Linked DNA regions of Mus musculus: all the other regions are linked to region 1. A link is a contact called in public Hi-C, HiChIP or PLAC-seq and promoter capture Hi-C data. All regions are on one chromosome and are shown on one strand. The core of a region is the stretch at or near the end of the contact, and the rest is flanking DNA. Distances in the headings are between cores, read along the strand shown.

Region 1 (2,948 bases), core at 221-2,720:
AACCAAACAAACAAAAAAAACCCAAAAAATTCCAGAGATGATAAGAACATATTTAAGAAACTCGGGTGGCAGGGGTCCATCCCATAATCAGCCACCAAAACCAGACACTATTGCATATGCCAGCAAGATTTTGCTGAAAGGACCCTAATATAGTTGTCTCCTCTGAGGTTATGCCAGTGCCTGGCAAATACAGAAGTGGATACTCACAGTCATCAATTGGATGGAACACAGGGCCCCCAATGGAGGAGCTAGAGAAAGTACCCAAGGAGCTGAAGGGGTCTGCAACCCTATAGGTGGAACAGCAATATGAACTAATCAGTACCCTGAGAGCTCGTGTCTCTAGCTGCATATGTAGCAGAAGATGGCCTAGTCGGCCATCACTGGAAAGAGAGGCCCATTGGACTTGCAAACTTTATATGCCCCAGTACAGGGGAATGCCAGGGCCATGAAGTGGGAGTGGGTGGGTAGGAGGGCAGGGCGGGGATAAGGGCATAGGGGACTTTTGGGATAGCATTTGAAATGTAAATGAAGAAAATATCTAATAAAAAAAATTAAAAAAAAAAAAAAGAAACTCGGGTGGGGTGTAGAACTATCTGAATACCAAGGACTGTCATTTCTTTGAGTCAACAGGCATCTTTAACATCCACTCTTTAGAACCATACCGCTCTACTATTTAAGATGAGTAGCCAGGCTGTGGGAAAGAGGGCAATACTTTCAACTTTTTCTAAAGGAACCCTTCTTTAAAACTCTAAAAAGTTTTGTGGGTTAGTCCCAGCTTTAAGCTACCCGGGGTTGGAAGGAAGGAGTCCTAAGACACCAGCAGAGGATCCTACAAGCCAATTCCTTTCCATATGTGTTTCTTTTTCAGTAGTAATCATTTTAGGGTAATGGCATGTAGGGAGTCCATGGTCATCTAGAAATGAGGTGCTGAACAGAGAAGAGTAAGGAGTCTGGGTCTTAAGGCGGGCTTAGTGCACACCTCTTGACATCTCCATGCAAGTTTCCTCCCAGTCTTCCTCTGTCAGGGCAGGTCATCCTAACCATGCTTATGAAGAAGAGAGGGAAAAAGGAAATGGGTGCGTGGGGCCGGGCCAAGCACAGGGGTGATGGGCTGCCCAGGAGTCCCTCCCCCAAGTTTCTCCTGGAACGCGCCCACATATTTATTCTGAACCGACCTAAGAGCTGGTCCAGGGCTGGGAGCCCGGTTGACACCAGCAGTTGTCCATTCCGCACCGACGGTCGCGTGCCAGCAATGGACAGCAGCCGAGGGCCCCCTCCGGGGCCCCCAGAGGCCTTGCCCTTCCTCTGGAAACTAGAGGTGCCGCCCTGACCCGCCTCGGACGCCACAGACCGGGAGCTGAGGGTACCCGCGCCGCAAGTGTCTGCCGCCGCCATCTTGAAGCTCCTACGATGACCCAATCGGAACTCTGGGAACTGGAGCGGGGGGCCTGTCAGAGCTAGCCCCAAAGTCCCGCCTACACGCCATTGGCAGCCAATAGAACTGAGATTTCCTTGCAGGTCAACCAATCGCAAGGCCTATTGCTGAAAAGTGCGGTGCGTAAAGCTGGAGGGGTGTACGCGGCCCTGGTCCGTCTGAGTCCTGGCCGAGGAACTTCTGTTGGTGTTTGGGGCCGCAGGTGGGTACCGTCCTTCGGCATTCTTGATTTGCGAGTGCCTACGTTCACGAGTTAAAAGGAAAGGAAAGAGAAGCGATTCGCCCCCAGGGCTTCTAAAGCCACTGCGAGTTGGCGCTCTCCCCTGCTGTTTAGCAGAGAGACGCCTCTTTTTGCCTCTCTCACCTCTTGGGTCTCTAAGGAAAGTTATTCCCCATCCCTACCACCCCCACCACTACCTCTCCTCGAAACCTTGATTTCCCGAATGGTTGAGCTGTCTGGACAGGAGTAACTGTGACTTCAGTGGCTGGTGAGCTCTTGGGCTTAAGGCAGTGAGAACCCAGGGTTAGGTGGGTTGGGTTAAGGTAGACTTTACTTAGAAACTTCCGTTTATGAACTTCGAGACCATTGGGCTTTCTTCCCCCACTCTCACAGACTATACCTTTCTGACAAGTCCCCGTGAGCAGCTTTTCTTAATTTTAATTAGTGTTTCTGGAAATCTCGGAGGGTCTTTCCTAAGCAGTGTGAATGGCAAGTGTTACTCTGACAACCTTGTTCACACATTTAATTGTCACTTCTCCAAAGCAGCTGCAAATAACGGAAACTACTTGAAGTTTCTCTCCCCTAAATCTGAGTGGAATTAGATGTATTTGTACCTTATTTTTCTAGTAATTTGAATCTGAATGGAGAGGGTTCCTACTACACTATGAGTTTTATTTGTGGTAGAAAAAAAACCATGTAATTCAGACCTGATTTTTTTTTTCATATGTGAACTGGAGGAGGAATTGGTTAAGTGATTTCTAGAAGACATCCAAGATAAGCAATGTTTGAACGGAAAAAGAGACCTAAGTCAATACTTGTGTCACTTAATTACTGCTGACAGTGATGGGTGATACATGATATATGGATTGATTGATTGATTCATTCATTCATTCATTCATTTATTTTGAGACAGGATCTCTCTATGTAGCCCTGTTGGTATATAACTCACAGAAGTCTGCCTGCCTTTGCCTGAGACTTACAGGTGAATGCCACCACAACACCTTTACTTACGGTTTTTTCTTTCCATTCCCTCTTTCCCTTCCTCCTTCCCACCCTTTCTTTTTTCCTGCATCATATTTGGGCTTGGGCAGGAGACTATAATCCCAAACAGTTGGAAAAGGAGAATCAGATATTCAGAGTTAGCATCAGCAAAACAAATAATAATTAAAAAAACTTCAAACAAATATAAGAGAATCATATGGGGGGGCAACAAAGTTTGTGGTTTAGCAGCACATCAACCAGAGAGATTTGATAAAGGTTGCTTGTTTTCATTTCAGATATGTCACACTGGTG
Region 2 (2,948 bases), core at 240-2,739, 1.2 Mb before region 1:
TCCCAGGGCTCTTCCTTCAACCTTATGAATGTTTACATCTTTCTCCAAAGTCCTGCAAGGCTGATTGTGAGACAGCTGGCATCCATCACTGCCTTTAATTCCAGTCAAAATATGATTATTCCAATAGGGATAGGAAGCTGAAAACAATCTAATCAGAGACGGACAGGCATGCTTGCAAGGAGCCACAATGAAACTCAAATTAGCATGACGCTGCTATTCTGAAGAGGAGGAAGCTGAGAAAACTTTCCCAGAAAAGATGACATGTGACCTGTCTTTGAAAGGAGTAGAATTTCACCAAGTTATAACGTCGGGGTAGGGGTGAAAGGAGGGGGGTTTTCATTCCTCCAGCAGAAAAGCCAGTGGTGCCTGAAATGGAAAAGTGGCAGTAAGCAAAGATGGAAAGAGGAATTGGGGGTCTGGTGGGGAAAGCGCTAATTTGTACTCTAAAAATGAAATGAAAAGCTTTGTCTAGATTTTGAACTTCTCAAGAGCCAAGATCAATCATATTCTCCATAAATGCTCTATTAGTATACCCCTAAGCCCCCAAGCCCGGCAAACAGATACTCATTTGTTGACAGACATAAAACCCTGTGTCATCTGTGTGATGTCACTGTTAGGAGGGGTTGTTCAAGGTGTTTTGGGTAGCACTGAACCTGTGGTTTAAAAGTGACAATAACTTCAGTAAAAGTGGCCCATTTTTCTTAAAATGTCCTATTCCCCCATCACTACTGAGGTCTCATTCTGTGTCTTTACTGTGGCTTCAGTTTTCTACAGTTAAGTGCCTCCTGGTTTCCTGCATAAGGGTACCCTGCGGCCACAGACTGCCACACCACCACCATTCCACACTGGCAGCTATAATTAAAGAGTAGTAGGATTATGGGGGGGGGGGTGCTATTTAATTGCTCTCATTCATTCACTCAACAATCATAAAACCCTATGGTACCTAACCAGGAAACCGAGGGGGAGGATCCTGGCACGGGGACCGGCATCTGTCGGAGCTGCACGCCGGCCCAAGCTGAACACAAAAGAATCCTCCAGAAAGGGTCTTTCAAGCGAAAAGAAAAGATCTCTGACCCCCGGCGCCGGGAACCGCGTTCAGATTTCGTCGTAAACAGCTGTTTCGGTCGGCGAGGGCAGGGGCGCGCCGGGGAGTCCGGCCTGGAGGGTGGGCCTCACCCATCCCTGTTCTCCTCCTCGCTCCACCCTGCATCCTCGGGACCCGACCGGCTGGGAGAGGTCCAGAAACCGGAGCGCTTTCGCCCGGTGGATCCCGGGCCGGCCCGCCGGCCTCTGCCCCGCTCACCTGCCGCGGCGTCGGCGACCACCCAGGGTCACTCCGGCTGCGAGTACCGCGGGGTCCGCGACGCGAAAGGGGGGGAGCGATGCGCGCCGGCCTGGGCGCCTGGGCCTCGACCCCCGCCGGGGCGCCTGGCTCTCCCCGAGCTGCGGGCCGTCCTCTGTGCCCCGCGTCGGTGGGCAGCGCCGGCCGCGCTCAGTGCGGGGCGGGGGAGGCGGGATGCGCCTGCCCAGCGTGGGCGGCGCCATGCTCCTGTACGGACCGGCGGCCGGCTCTCCCGCTGTCACCAAGGGGCTCGGGAATCTGGCGCTCGGAGCTGAGCTTCACTACGTTTTTGTGTGGAAAGGCTGATGCGGGCCCGGGGAGGGGGGCGGCCGAGGGAGTGCGGTGGCCCCCGGCTCGAAGTCGCTCCGGCCGCACAGGGAGGCGCCATGTTGAGGTTGGGCAAAAGCGGAGGCGATGGCGCGCAGTTAAAAGTGTGGTAAAGCGCAGGGCGCCTTAGAAGCTACTTTCCCTGCCAGGACTTTGAAAACTGAATATTCCATCAACCAGGCCAATCTCACTCCCTTGCCTTCATTTTGGACACCCACACACTCACAGGCTCCTTTTGGATTCTGAGCCCTGGCTTGAGCGGTCCCTTCGAAGTGTTTGGGTGACCGAGGCTTCAGCTTGATATGAAAAGAGGCGAGAGCAGCGGTTCCCTAGCTCAGCCCTTGGAGAAGTTGCGTTCCAGAAAGGAAGATCATTTCCCCTAAATATCATGTCCCTGGGTCCATAAAGTTGGGGCGGGCATGATCATTGTTGTACAAGAAAAAAAAAATTAAGCCAACAAAAACATCACCCCACTCCAAGCCTGGGGCGCTATAATAGCTAACTTCACTAACAGAAATACTTTGTCATCTGTCTCTATCTTAAATAAAAGATAGGAATCTTTGCTACTTTGTAGATTCTCCTCCCCCACTCCTTCCCCCTCTAACACTAGACCGAAGAGAAATAAGCATAGAGGGGAGAGACAGAGGACAGAGGGGGTGGGGGTGGGAGAGGGATTCTTGATTGATTGATTTGGTTTTTCGAGACAGGGTTTCTCTGTATAGTCCTGGCTGTCCAGGAACTCACTCTGTAGACCAGGCTAGCCTCGAACTCAGAAATCCACCTGCCTCTGTCTCCCAAGTGCTGGGGTTAAAGGCGTGCACCACCACGCCCGGCTAAGGGATCCCTGAATTTAATTTCTTTCCTTTTTTCTTTTTTTCTTTTTTTTTCTTTAAGCACTACTACTAACAAACCGCATATGTAAACTCCGGGCCCCACCTACTGTTTATATATCACTGAAAAGTTTCCAGAATTCCCAACTCACACAATCATAGAAACTATTTGCAGCTCGCAAAACGGAGCTGGAGCTCGAGGCAAATCATTGTCCGCTGTTGCAGACAGTCCTAAGCAGTTCCCCCATCCCTATACCTGGGATTAAAATGAAAGCACATTTTAAAATTTGTGGTTTTGTTGGGCTTTTTTTGGTTTTTGGAGACAGGGTTTCTCTGTGTAGCCCTGGCTGTCCTGGAACTCACTTTGTAGACCAGGCTGGCATCGAACTCAGAAATCCACCTGCCTCTGCCTCCCAAGTGCTGGGATTAAAGGTGTGCGCCACCACTGC
Region 3 (2,948 bases), core at 194-2,693, 1.1 Mb before region 1:
AGAATGTGTAAAGTGAAATAAAAAGTTCACTCGTGTCGTTTAAATCGTTTAGAAACCTGGTGAGATCACATAGGTACAAGGCTTCCTGTTGGTAGCTGAGGATGAAGTCATTACCAGCCAGGATTTCCCTGTTCTTGGGTCAGAAGCTATACCTACTAGATCGAGTATTGTTTAGGGGAGGCGGTTTTTAAAAAGTACCCCGCTCCCAAAGCCAGACCACGCCTTCCAGTTATCATTCGAATGTGACCATTTCAAAGTGTAGTACTGCTACACATTTCTCGCGAGCTTAAATAGCAAACAGGAGTCCCCATTTTGGGGTCTACTGCCCATGCTGGAGAGCCGCACTATACAATGAAGTGGAGACGGAGAAGCATGCTTTGGGTCTTCGACCTCTAGAGCCTTCTTTGACCACCAGCCCTCAACGCTTCCCAAAACTCAGTCACCCCCAGACACTGAAAGCCAAGAGGGAATCTTGACTTCCTGCCGTTGTTAAAAGCAGAGGAAACCCAAAAGCAACTTTGAACGCGTGGAACACTACATCACTATAAACATATGTCACCCAGCCCCTGCTTTGCATTCGTGTCCCGCCCTGGGGGTTCTCTTGCAGCCCAGTCATCCCAGGACCCCCAGTGTCAGCGACACGGCCCCGCTCCTCGTCATGCCCTGCCACCGCCCTCACCTTCACACTGCCGAAGCCCCCAACACCACATTGTCGGCCACCCAGATTCCAATACAATGGAATGTCACTGCCCAGGACTCCGCGGCGCCCCTTTAGGCCTCCCCGCGGAGTCAGTCCCGGTTCCCCAGATACCGAGGTCAGCCCGGAGCTTAAACTTTACCATGTGGGAGTCCAGCACCGAGAGGTGACTGCGCCCCTCCATCCCACCCAACCTTCCCTTTCTGCCCCACGCCCCGACCCGCCCCAGGAGCGAATCCTGCACCATGCGCCCCCTCCCAGCCGGGACCACCCGCCAGGAGTTGTCCACCGCCTCTCCCGGGAGCAAAGAAGGGCGCCTCGAAGGCTCCCCACCCGGCCTGGGCCCCCGAGAGGGGCGGGCACAGGCCCCGGCGCATCCGCGGCCTTTCCTGGCCCAGTGAGACCCCGCGCCCACCCTCTCTACCTGGCCTTGAGGCTGGGACTGCTGCCGCTGCAGCTGGGGCTGGAGGCGGCGGCCGGGACCCGGGCTTCGTAGGCCCAGGCGGGGGCAGCGGGCTGCGTGGCGGCGCTGGCGGGGGGCGCGGGAGGCTCAGCGAAGCCCGCGGGCGCGTAGTGCGCGTCCATGGCGGGGGCTGAGGCGGCGGGGGCGGGCGGGAGGCGCGGGGAGGAAGAGGCGGTGGCGGGAGCTGCCCCTCACATGGCGCGGCCGGGGGGCGGGGGCGCCTGGGCGGGGGAACCGGGCTGCGGCGGGCGGGCCTCGGCTCGGACGTCAGGAGAGCGGCGGCGCCTGCGGCCGGGACGCGAGGCGGCCACAGCGCCCGCAGCCCGGGCGCCCCATGTTGTTGGATTTCCCAGGATGCACCTCCCGCGCCCTCCGCCCGCTCGTCGCCCCGCCCCCCTCGGCGCCCCGCGCTGCTGGCTGCGGATTCGGGAGCCGGGCCGGACGAGGGCTGCTCCGTGGACGCCCTAGCGGTGAAGAGAAGGCCTACGCGCCGGAGCACCCGCATGGGTGCGGACAGGAGAGGGCTTGCCAGCACTGTGCCTGGAGTTCGTTACTCTGCGCTCCCGGGTTCTTTGAAGGAACTCAAACACTCGATTCCCGCTTGTGATTTCTTTCTCTGCGCCCCAAACCACAGACAAGGGACTGTTGCTTTGCAGTACTCGCTTCCTGCCCAAAGTTTGCTGGGCTTAGAGGATCTGGTTCCTGCTTCCTGGGGGAGATTTCTATTCAAATTGATTCAAATTCAAACGAATTTTGCAGCCCTAGCTGAATGGGCCTTTCCCAGGGGCACTTATTAACTGTCCCCACCCCCCACCTTGGGGATTTTCTTACTCTGGAGTTCAGAATCTTCTATCCCAAGATAAATACCGCCTCATCATTGATTAGTCCAACTACCATCTGGATGACTTTAATTACAATACATTCGAACTCACTATGCACTTTGTTGGGGCTCTCTGCTCAAGATGTTTAATCTCTGCAAGACTCTACCCAAACATTGCCTTATCGGACTTCTAAGCTGTGTGGTGTGAGTAATTTGATGACTTTGAGGTCGTGCCTACCCGAACTGTTTCTCCTTATGAGTAATGAAATTCAGGGATCATATGAATCGTTTGGCTTGTGATCCATAAGTTGAAAGTTAAAACTAACCGTGAAGCTTAGATTTAATGACTATCTCTCCTTTTAAAAAAAATCAATATTGGCTTAACACCTATCACGTGCTTAGCAAAGAGATCTCTCAAGATAAAGACTAGCACAAAGGTTTAAGCCAATCAGACAGGCGTAACGGAAGACCTAATAGAGCTGATACTCTCTATCTCTGGTGACTATCTAAACTTCTGTAATACCTGCCATTAGATCTGCCATCCCCTCCGAGACTGATTTTGTTCTGAGACTATGTTTTCCTCCTGGCGCCTTCATTCTTTTGTTTCTATGCTGTTTTTAGTGAAAAACCTTCTGCACCTGTGACTCTTGCAGCCTGGTCCCCCGGTGGGGAAGAAAAGAAAGTAGTGGTAATTTACAAATGAATTCGAAGGTGTGGACGCAGTAGACCTTTCCAGTTTTATGTTAATCTCATTAAGCATTTACCTAGGATATCTTTGGAAAGTGGTTTTCCTTGAGGAAGGAATTTGCCAAATCTCAGATCCAGCTGAGAAGTACGGCAAATATCCTCCTCCCTCTACAACATTTACTTCCAGCAGACTGGTGATCTGGAGTCTAAATGAAGCAAGTCTTCACAACTAGCTAATATATTTATAAGTACTTTTGTGAGCACTAAATTTTTGTCTCTGT
Region 4 (2,948 bases), core at 139-2,638, 1.1 Mb after region 1:
AGGTCAAGTCAGCAAAACCTCCTCAGAGTATGGTGGCTCGGGGGTCACATATTCTCCAGCCACCATGGGATCCAGTCATCTGTATACCCCACTTGTTCGTATCAATTCTTCAAGCATCACTAATTCCTCCTTCACCTCGGAGGTTTCCATCAACCTATGTAAAAGAGTAAACTTCCAGTCTTTCTGCTTTACAGCAACACCATACTCTGCTACTTGTTAGTGCATTATATGCAAAGCTCCAAAGGCAAGGCACTACCGGATTCCCTCAACAGCCAAGGCTTCTCTAATTAGCAAATTCTGACACTTTACTCTTTAGAAATTTTTTGAATAAACACAAGGTCAGAAATTCCTAGAGTCCCAAATGGCAGACTCTCCTTGAAATCGATGTGATCGGATCCCACTTCTCTGCAATGATCCCCACCACAACCCCGCGTGGGATTCACTCATTAATGCCCCTACTCTCTGCCAATGCCTCAACTCATCAGACATAATCAACAGCACTAGGGTAGAAAAAAATTTAAAACAAAACGAAACAAATGAAACCCTCAACCCACCAAAGTGCGTAACTAAATATCACACGGTTAGAACTGCGAAGATTGTGAATTTTAAAGACGGTCTGGAGAGATGGTTCCAGAAGACCCAAGTTAATTCCCAGCACCCACGCCGGTGGCTCAGACTATCCTGTAACTCCAGTTTCAAGGTAATCCGACGCCCTGTTCTGATCTGTCGGGGCTCCAGCCACGCACTGCTGGCACATACATACTGGCAAGACATCCATCCATACAAAATAAAGTAATAAAACAAAATGTTTTTAAAGTTAGACTTGGGAGGCAGAGGCAGGCGGATCTCTGTGAGTTCTAGGTTAGCCTCGTCCACATAGAGAATTCCAAGTCAGCCAAGACTACACAGAGAAACTGTCTCAAAAAACAAAACAAAACAACAAAACTTAAAAGCCCCAGGCCTGGTTACTCGTTTCTGTAATCTGAGCTACTCAGGAGGGGCTTGATGAGTTGGAGGGTAGTTTAGGACATTTGGCACGAGTGAGTCCTCACAAAGAAGCTGAGGATGAAGCTCAGCAGTGGCGAGGCCCTGGTTCAAATAAAACCCTGCAATCTGATGCAGTGGCGGACCTACTGTGTGCAGGGTAGAGCCGGGTGCCAGGCTGCTACAAGCCCCTTCCGCCGTACAAGCCTCCCCTCCCAACACTCCTCCCGGTTCACCGCGGCCTCCCACATTCAAGTGCCATCGGTAGAGTCCACTCACAGCCCTACGGCCCGACCCGGCCCGGTCCACCTGAGCTGCCACGGGTCTCCGCTGGGCTCCGGAAGCACCGTCTCTGCACAGGCCAAGCTCGGCTTTCCACACCACCGCCGGCCCCGCGCAGAAACCGAGAGGACGGCGAGGGCGGCTAGAGAGACCGCTTGTACCATGGAGAGGAACCAGGAGGAGCCTAGAGCGGAAGCCAGCCCGGAGGCCTCCGGAGGAGGAAGGGCTGGGTGCGGGGGACAAGGGGGGATGACTCAATCCAACGCAAGAGTTGCTTCAGTTGCTCGCCCGCCTTGGGGAACTTGTATCCTCTCCTGAGGTTGGGGAATTGGGAGGCTCTTGGAGGCCCTTAGCAAACACAGGTTTCCTTTACTTCGTTTGCAAATCTGTTCTGTGCAGGACACCAAACAAACGCACCTAGATAGCCCTAATCCTGGAGGAGAGTTAAATGCAACTCAAGGAATGGACCTTTTATTTAAAGTCTCACATTTTATTTTTTGATCCATTCCAACTAAACATATTCTAAAACGCTCTCTCTATTATATATTGTAAAAAAAAAAAAAAAGTCTAGATCTTTGAGTAAAAGGTACACCACAGGAAATTAACCTTTACATTTTGGGGGTGGAGAGAAGAGGTGTAATCATTGTTGTTTTGAGGTGCGTGAGTTTTTGTTTTAATTTTGGGACAAGGTTGCAGCCAGGTAGTTGAGGCTGGACCCTAGAACTCTATAGGTAGTCCACGCGGCTATGAATATAACGTTTTCTTGGTTTTGAGAATTTGACACATATGGTGTGTTTGGATCAACTCCACCTCCAGTGATGTCATCTAGAAGTGCAGGACTGGGTTCGGTTCTCTTTGTCAGCTCAAGGATTAAAAAGGAGGACAGCATTACCTGAAATTTTTGGGTGTCCCTGCAGAGTCAACATATGATAACCTAGGAATTTGGGTTCCTTCCTGGGGATCTTAGTTTTATTAATAAAAGAATAAACTAAAACAGAACAACTCAAGGACAACTTATTAGAATTTTAAAAAGAAAACCCAAGAGCAGGCAATTTGTTAATCTTTAAGTTGTCCCAAAGAGGAAGATGTAGAGTATAAATATGACCGGCCTCAGTGGCAGACAGCCTTGGGGTGAGAGGTGGAACTTCCGCAAAGAGGAGGAAGTCTAATGCTAAGTTAGAGAGCTCTGGCCAGCACCTGAAGGAAAAAGATGGAACAATAAATAGTTACACAGTTTTTTTGTCGTGCCTCAGAAAGCAGGTCAGACCCATTGAGGTCAGCCAAACCTAACCAAGGCTCTGCTCTTAGGACTGAATGGGGCATTGGAAGGAGTCTGGGAAGGGAAAACTTGCTCTTAAGCTGAACCTACCTTCCTAGTAGATGTCTCCCAGCCAGACCCTGACCTGCCCCATTGGATTAGACCTTAAGGGAAGAGACTAGGGCATGCCTACAGCTAGGCAGAGATTCCACTCCCTTCTACCTTCTCTCACGTAAAGGCAGGTATATTGGGTTTTGTTTTCGTTTGCTTGTTTTTTAAAAACCCAGAGTCCATTCATTGCTGTCAGTATTTGCTATGTGAGGCTATCCATGAAAGAAAATCAGGAAATGCATCCCTGAAGAAAATTGACTCTCTTCACCAATAGGCATCAAACATCAAAAGCTCCTCAGAAGAGTGGGATTTC
Region 5 (2,948 bases), core at 257-2,756, 1.1 Mb before region 1:
CCCAAGGTGCTGGTGCTTGTGGCAAAAGCCAGTGACTAAGTAGGGGGAAGGAAGCGGAGAGCTAGGGCTTTTTTTTTTCTTTTTCTTTTTTTCCTTCTCACTTCAGATTTTGCCAGGTTAGGCTTTTTAAATGGAAGCAGGAACCAATTTGTGACCTGTAACCGAAAATCCTGGGCCAGCAAACTACACTTAATCTCTCAAGCATCTGCCTTTATCTACACAACGTTTGGAACAATGACCAGAAGGGTCATCCTACCTTCCAGCCCTTGCTCTGGATCTCACAAATCCAGACTAGGGGACAGGATGTGGCTCAGCGGTAGAGCACTTGTCTATATGGGGACTCCCAGCGGTGCACAAACAAGTCCTGACAAGAGTCTGGCCTCCCTGTCAGTCTTCCAAGAAGCAGCCTTCCTCTTTATAACTAACACACAGCTTCATCTAGGAAACGACAACTCACTGACTTTCGGACTTCGAAAAAGGCTTTCAATTTAGTCAACCACAAACCAGGTGTTAAACATCTGTTTACTAAGGGAGATACGTTTGTACATATTATAGTTAAAAACCCACAACTCTAAACAAGAAAGCCACAAATTAAAACATAGGATATGCTGTTGCACTGTGGTTCACGGGGGCGTGTAATTCCCCCTACCACACTTTGGCTTGAGATCTACACAGTAGACCGCAACTGGTTTCAGAAGTGTTTTCCCCCAATCGGCAGCCATGCTTGCTTACCTTCTTCTGGGGCATGTTCGGAATCCTTTAGGCTTCTGATACAATGAGGAACTGCGAGGGTAAGTCTGGGCAGCTGGCTGAGTACGATCAGAAGTGGAAACATAGTCTAGCAACTGTCAAACAAACTAAAACAAAAGTGACAACGACATTAAAAGAAAAGAAAAGAAGCAGGCCAAGTCTCAGCCTGTTGGGTTTTAGTCGGAACTGAGTCAACAACGACCTGTTGCACCCCACGGGTCGCTCTTAATCTATGGGACCCAAGGCGCTCCGGGCAGGTGGCACCTCCGGAGCGCCTGGGAACAAAAGGTACTCCCGGGAAGCTGCGGAGGAGAGTTCGGACACTGGCCCAGGCAGACGCGACTCTCGCCCACGCTGACAGGCAGCTAGGTGCTGGAATGCCACTGTCGAGACATCGTCTCTGGATGACTCTCCCACTCCTCCCCGCCCCGCCTCGCCGCTGGTCGCCGCACCTGTGTCCCCGGGCGCATGTTCCAGCAGCCCCTGGGCGGGAACCGAGTTATCCGCTTGGCCCGAGAGGTGGCCTGGCCCTGAGTCGCGGACGCCTCTGGATCTCGGCGACAGTCGGAGCCTAGCTCTTCGCGGCTCCAAGGCGACACCAGGACGCAAAAGAGGCGCCCAGGATCCGCGCAGGGGCGCTCGGGGAACGTGCGCCGCACGGGGCCCAGCTTGTGTGCTGGAGCCACTCCCACCGCTACCGGACGAGGAGGTCACCTGGCAGCGCTCCACCTCCCGCTCTCGGTCCCCAGCCCTTCTCGACTGAGACCCGGACGCTCACACTTTGGCGGCCTATCAGAGCGCCCTCCCGAGGTTACCTTCGGTCAGCTGTTCTCGCAGGGTGGTCCAGGGATGAGAACATAGCATTCATCCGAGAAAATATACTTTGTTAGTGATTTGCATTGTCACATGACCAAAAATCAATTAATAGCAATTACAAAGTTCTCAGATGTATTTCACCAGGTCTGGGTTGTCTACAAAAATACTTTCAAATATGTCCCCGAGTCAAAATTGTTTCCACGACAACAATGCAAGGTTTCACCTCTTTTACTTTCATTCTTTCCCTCCTTGGGTTTACAGTGGAAATTTCCAGAAGCTGTTTGACATGTGATGATATCATCACTCTGCTAACTAATAAGCCTCCAGTGGATGAATACTTGTGATGCTTAATATCTTCCATACTACTAGGTTAGTGTCGGTATGTAAATTTAAACAAAATGTGACAAATTGTGTTTGTTCTCAGAATATTTCTGCTTTTATTAGATATCTTTGGCCGTAGCTACCCATATACCCAGACAGCTAAAAAGTTCATCCTTCTTGAACAAATAATCTTAGATCTTGAACTTTTCGTTGAGTTTTTTTCTTTTTTCTTTTTTTTTTTTTGAAACAGCAAGAGCATAAGCACCCTTAATTGTCATGAGATGAAGTTAAATTTTGAAAATTTCTCTATTTAAAAATGTTGTGTGAGAGATATAATTAAAAATAATTCAAGAGGCCCAGAGCTCGAGGTGTGAGAAGATAGGAGAACAGTGTCTCACCACACTCTTCATGTCCAAACAGCATGCGCTGTTACTCTTGGGAACGCTATTTAAATTTTGCTCTTTGGCCAGAGTAGCCTGGAACTTCATACAGTTGAAACAGAGCACAGTGAAATGGCATTCCCACTCCTTTCTAGTCTCCAGTTAATTCACTTTTCACCAAATTTGTTTTCTTCCCTGAAAGGCTATTATCTATTTTATTCTGATTAATGGATTCAAGTAAGAATTTCCATATGTTTTGCAGACGTTGTTTTTGTTTCCTTCCAAACACTATCCATGCCCCACGCCCTAGAGGCTTAAGCGGTCTGGAAAATGGAGTCTGCTCTTTCACCTTACTTAAGCAGTGGAGATCAGACTGTGGAGAAGCTAGAAATACCTTATGGTTGAGCACAGGAATCGGAAGTATCTCTCAGGAGACCCATTCTCCTGCTCCCTCATTTAGACAACCTGTGGCTGGAAGCCCTGGGAAGAGAGGGATAAACACCATTTTGCTTTTGGGAGAACTGAGTCTTTCTGAGATCTGTATCTAACAATGTAGACTGTCAAGTTCTACTAGGGCAAGGGCAGATTTCGTTACTTCCTTTCCAGTACGCAGAAAAAGCCTCTCCTGGTTATTATATTCAGTACATTTTGTTAGGTGGCAGCTATTTATTGTTAAGTAGA
Region 6 (2,948 bases), core at 137-2,636, 1.0 Mb before region 1:
CAGGAATAATTATACTTATTTATCAGGTCTGAATGACTGAAAAAAATACAGTTATCCCATGTTATAACTTTTTACTTTGACTTATAATTCCTTGAGAAGCTATGAGGATAGTTGTTTTCTGTGTTCTCTGATTGACTAAAAGAAAAAAAAAAATCAAACAGAGTTTAAGGCAAGTACACATAGTCCTAATTTGAAAATGTAAAGCTTAGAGAACAGGAAGCTAGCTTACAACACTCAGGCCTGGGATCCTGGAGATAACCTGGAGAAATGTGGATAGGAATTATTAGAAGAGGATGGTAACAGCCAAACACTTCTAGATTTGATAGCAATGTGAAACAGAGAGCTTTACAAAGCAGGTTTTTTTGGTATTATTTTGTGTATATAAGCGTTTTGACTTGTATGTGTATTTGTGTACCCTATGCATGTCAGAGTCCTTTCAGATTTTGGTAGCATGGATAAGCTCTGTAGGCCTGGAACATACTGTATTAATAGTTGTATGGAATGAGTTCTCACCTGTGAACCATCGTGTTAGGTTTCAGAATAGAGAAGAGGTGCAATCAATAAGATTAGAATTTCTTTTTCTCTAAAGTTAAAAATTATCTCTGTCTCTCCTTCCCCCATCCCTTCTCTTCTTCTACCCCCTCCCTGTTTCCTGTTCCCTTCTCCCTGGCACAGGAAGCGATAAGAGGACAACGAGTGATAGAACTAAGAGGTCGTCAGGTCTGGTAGCAGGTGACTTCACCTGCAGAGCCATCTTGTTGCTCCCTACATTTCCTTTTCTATGTAATATTTCGCTTAAAAAACAAATAAACAAAAAACTACATTGTCTTCTTGATGAATAACATATTCATGAACATCAAACATCCAAAATCATAAGGTATTAAATGGATAGGCACCTCCTCCTTCTTATTCTTACAGCGTTCGTTGTTCCTAATCAATAACACTGGTTGGTATTTTTTTGTTATTGTTTGCTTTTAAATTGTTCCAAAGACTATTTAAAATGAACATAACAGAACATGGTGGCATAGTCCTTTAATTCCAGCACTTTGGATGTAGGTACAGGTAGGCGGATCTCTGTGAGTTTCAGGTAGCCAAGGCTACATAGTAAGACACTGTCCCAACACCCCTCCCCCGCCTCCAAATAATACGCAGGGCGGCAGTGGTGGTCTTCCCAGCGCTCAGGAGGCAGAGGTAGGCAGATCTCCGTTTTCGAGGCCAGCCTGGTCTGCAGAGTGAGTTTCATAACAAACAGGGCTACAAAGAAGAGCCCTGTCTTGAAAAAGAAAAACTAACATACGTCCGCTCCAATTCCTTAAATGTAGCCGCACAAATGCGGACTGAAAACCGGAAGCGCCTTTGGGTAGGGGAAGATGACCCGGAAGTGCTGAGCACTGAGCGGTCTTCGCTGAGGTAAATCAGGCATTGCGTTGAGCGCTGTTTGAGGTCGCTCTAATATTTTCACCCAGTTTCTTACCAAGGTCGCCCTGGACCTCAGGTGTCCCACCAAATCCTCGTGCTGACTTCCCCAGGCCTGGTCGCCCTCAAGTCTCCTTCAGGTGGGTCTAGACTTCCACCTCGGCCGCCACCCATCAGGTCTGCTGGTTGGTAATACGATGCTTGCGTTTTCTTAATAGGGTTGTGTGCTTTAGGGTGCTTGCTTTTGTTTGACCCACGTTTACGTTATGAATACAGTGTTATAATGTTGGACACCCTTGTCAAAAGTTTTGACGGAGTCGACTGCTCAGAGACAGGGTTTCTCTGTGTAGTCCTGGCTGTCCTGGAACTCACTCTGTAGACCAGGCTGGCTTCGAACTCAGAAATCCTCCTGCCTCTGCCTCCCAAATGCTGGGATTAAAGGAGTGCGCCACCACTGCCTGGCATTTTGTCACATTTAAAAAACTTAGTAAATTGGTGGGTATTACTTTACAGAACAGTTCAAGTATAGGGCAAAAATTATAAATCATGGAAGTATGTAAATATTCAAAGAAATTTTTAGATTTTCCGTATTTCTTCTGGTAATTTTATTCTGTCAGATTTTGAGTTAAGGTCTTGATTTGTATGTAATGCAGGAGGACGTCCAAATCTTTTATCCTCCTGCCTGAGCCTCAGAATGCAGGAATTTGACAGTATTATTTATTCTTCATGTGTGTTTTTTACAGACAGATTTAATTGGAAATTTGCTGGGAATAAAATTTCTGTCTTCAGCCAAGCAGTGGTGGCAAACATCTTTAATCCCAGCACTCTGGAGGCAGAGGCAGGTGGATGTATGTTCCAGGCCAGCCTGGTTTAAAGGCTTAGTTCGAGGACAGCCAGGGCTATACAGAAACCCTGTCTTGAAAAATAACAACAAACAAAAATTACATCCCCGCCCAACCAAAACCAAACCAAACCAAAACAAAAAAAAAAAAAAAAAACACACAACAAAACAAAAAACTGTCTTCTTAATCCCTATAATGCTGAATTGAATTATGGGCTTAAATTATTCATACATAATTCCGATCTTCTACCTCATGTAGAATTTTCAAAAAAAGTGAGTGTGAACTGTCAAAGAATTTATGGGATCCTGTATTTAATTGCTACCTTCTGTTTCAACCATGTGGAGTCCCTTAAGAGTCATTCATTGGGGGCTGGAGAGATGGCTCAGCGGTTAAGAGCACTGACTGCTCTTCCAAGGGTCCCAGAGTTCAAATCCCAGCAACCACATGGTGGCTCACAACCATCTGCAATGAGATCTGATGCCCTCTTCTGGTGTCTGAAGTGTACTCATATATAATAATAAATAAATCTTTAAAAAAAAAAAGAGTCATTCATTGAGAGAGGAACTGGGCTTCAATAATATTTGATCATTTTCTCTTTTGTCTTAGTTGTGACAAACGCCTATCTTTGTTTTATACCTTAAGGAGAAAAGAAATCAGTAAACACTGTGCGGTAGAACATATTCTCTAATC

What was found. Promoter capture Hi-C pulls out the DNA fragments that hold promoters and counts their contacts. A called contact is a pair of places that touch in the nucleus more often than the background predicts. HiChIP or PLAC-seq counts read pairs in DNA pulled down with a chosen protein or histone mark.
Region 2: a contact with region 1 is called in a FOXA1 HiChIP or PLAC-seq map of pancreatic cancer cells. The contact joins the promoter of Tcp11l1 here to the promoter of Elp4 in region 1. A contact is called at or near these places in 2 of 39 promoter capture datasets (liver and pre-B cells) and 1 of 115 datasets of contacts at active chromatin or transcription factors (pancreatic cancer cells).
Region 3: a contact with region 1 is called in a promoter capture Hi-C map of liver, with 2.9 times the contacts expected there. The contact joins the promoter of 2310047K21Rik here to the promoter of Elp4 in region 1. A contact is called at or near these places in 4 of 39 promoter capture datasets (the 3T3-L1 cell line, hippocampal neurons, liver and 1 more), 1 of 484 Hi-C or Micro-C datasets (pre-B cells), 1 of 115 datasets of contacts at active chromatin or transcription factors (fibro-adipogenic progenitors) and 1 of 9 other capture datasets (adipose tissue).
Region 4: a Hi-C map of B cells shows a contact between it and region 1, with 6 read pairs. The contact joins the promoter of Arl14ep here to the promoter of Elp4 in region 1. A contact is called at or near these places in 5 of 39 promoter capture datasets (the 3T3-L1 cell line, the C10 cell line, embryonic stem cells and 2 more), 2 of 484 Hi-C or Micro-C datasets (B cells and muscle stem cells), 1 of 115 datasets of contacts at active chromatin or transcription factors (large pre-B cells) and 1 of 9 other capture datasets (liver).
Region 5: a contact with region 1 is called in a promoter capture Hi-C map of hippocampal neurons, with 4 times the contacts expected there. The contact joins the promoter of Prrg4 here to the promoter of Elp4 in region 1. A contact is called at or near these places in 5 of 39 promoter capture datasets (the 3T3-L1 cell line, hippocampal neurons, liver and 1 more) and 1 of 9 other capture datasets (liver).
Region 6: a promoter capture Hi-C map of liver shows a contact between it and region 1, with 4 times the contacts expected there. The contact joins the promoter of Ccdc73 here to the promoter of Elp4 in region 1. A contact is called at or near these places in 2 of 39 promoter capture datasets (hippocampal neurons and liver).

What each region holds. Positions count from the first base shown.
Region 1 is chr2:105,903,094-105,906,041 of GRCm38.p6, forward strand. It overlaps Elp4 (elongator acetyltransferase complex subunit 4), which reads right to left and starts at 1,471. Exons shown (of 10, transcript NM_023876.4): 1 at 1,176-1,471. The coding sequence starts at 1,395. It overlaps Immp1l (IMP1 inner mitochondrial membrane peptidase-like (S. cerevisiae)), which reads left to right and starts at 1,545. Exons shown (of 7, transcript NM_028260.2): 1 at 1,545-1,637.
Region 2 is chr2:104,710,673-104,713,620 of GRCm38.p6, forward strand. Tcp11l1 (t-complex 11 like 1) reads right to left here and starts at 1,490. Exons shown (of 10, transcript NM_177190.5): 1 at 1,304-1,490. Gm6306 (predicted gene 6306) reads left to right here. Exons shown (of 1, transcript NR_166704.1): 1 at 1-2,231.
Region 3 is chr2:104,815,479-104,818,426 of GRCm38.p6, forward strand. It overlaps 2310047K21Rik (a long non-coding RNA gene), which reads left to right and starts at 1,444. Exons shown (of 3, transcript XR_003953885.1): 1 at 1,444-2,948. It overlaps Qser1 (glutamine and serine rich 1), which reads right to left and starts at 1,218. Exons shown (of 12, transcript NM_001123327.2): 1 at 1,122-1,218.
Region 4 is chr2:106,973,009-106,975,956 of GRCm38.p6, forward strand. It overlaps Arl14ep (ADP-ribosylation factor-like 14 effector protein), which reads right to left and starts at 1,389. Exons shown (of 5, transcript NM_001025102.2): 1 at 1,264-1,389.
Region 5 is chr2:104,848,344-104,851,291 of GRCm38.p6, forward strand. Prrg4 (proline rich Gla (G-carboxyglutamic acid) 4 (transmembrane)) reads right to left here and starts at 1,507. Exons shown (of 6, transcript NM_178695.5): 1 at 1,203-1,507; 2 at 733-857. The coding sequence starts at 835.
Region 6 is chr2:104,884,938-104,887,885 of GRCm38.p6, forward strand. Ccdc73 (coiled-coil domain containing 73) reads left to right here and starts at 1,387. Exons shown (of 18, transcript NM_177600.4): 1 at 1,387-1,556.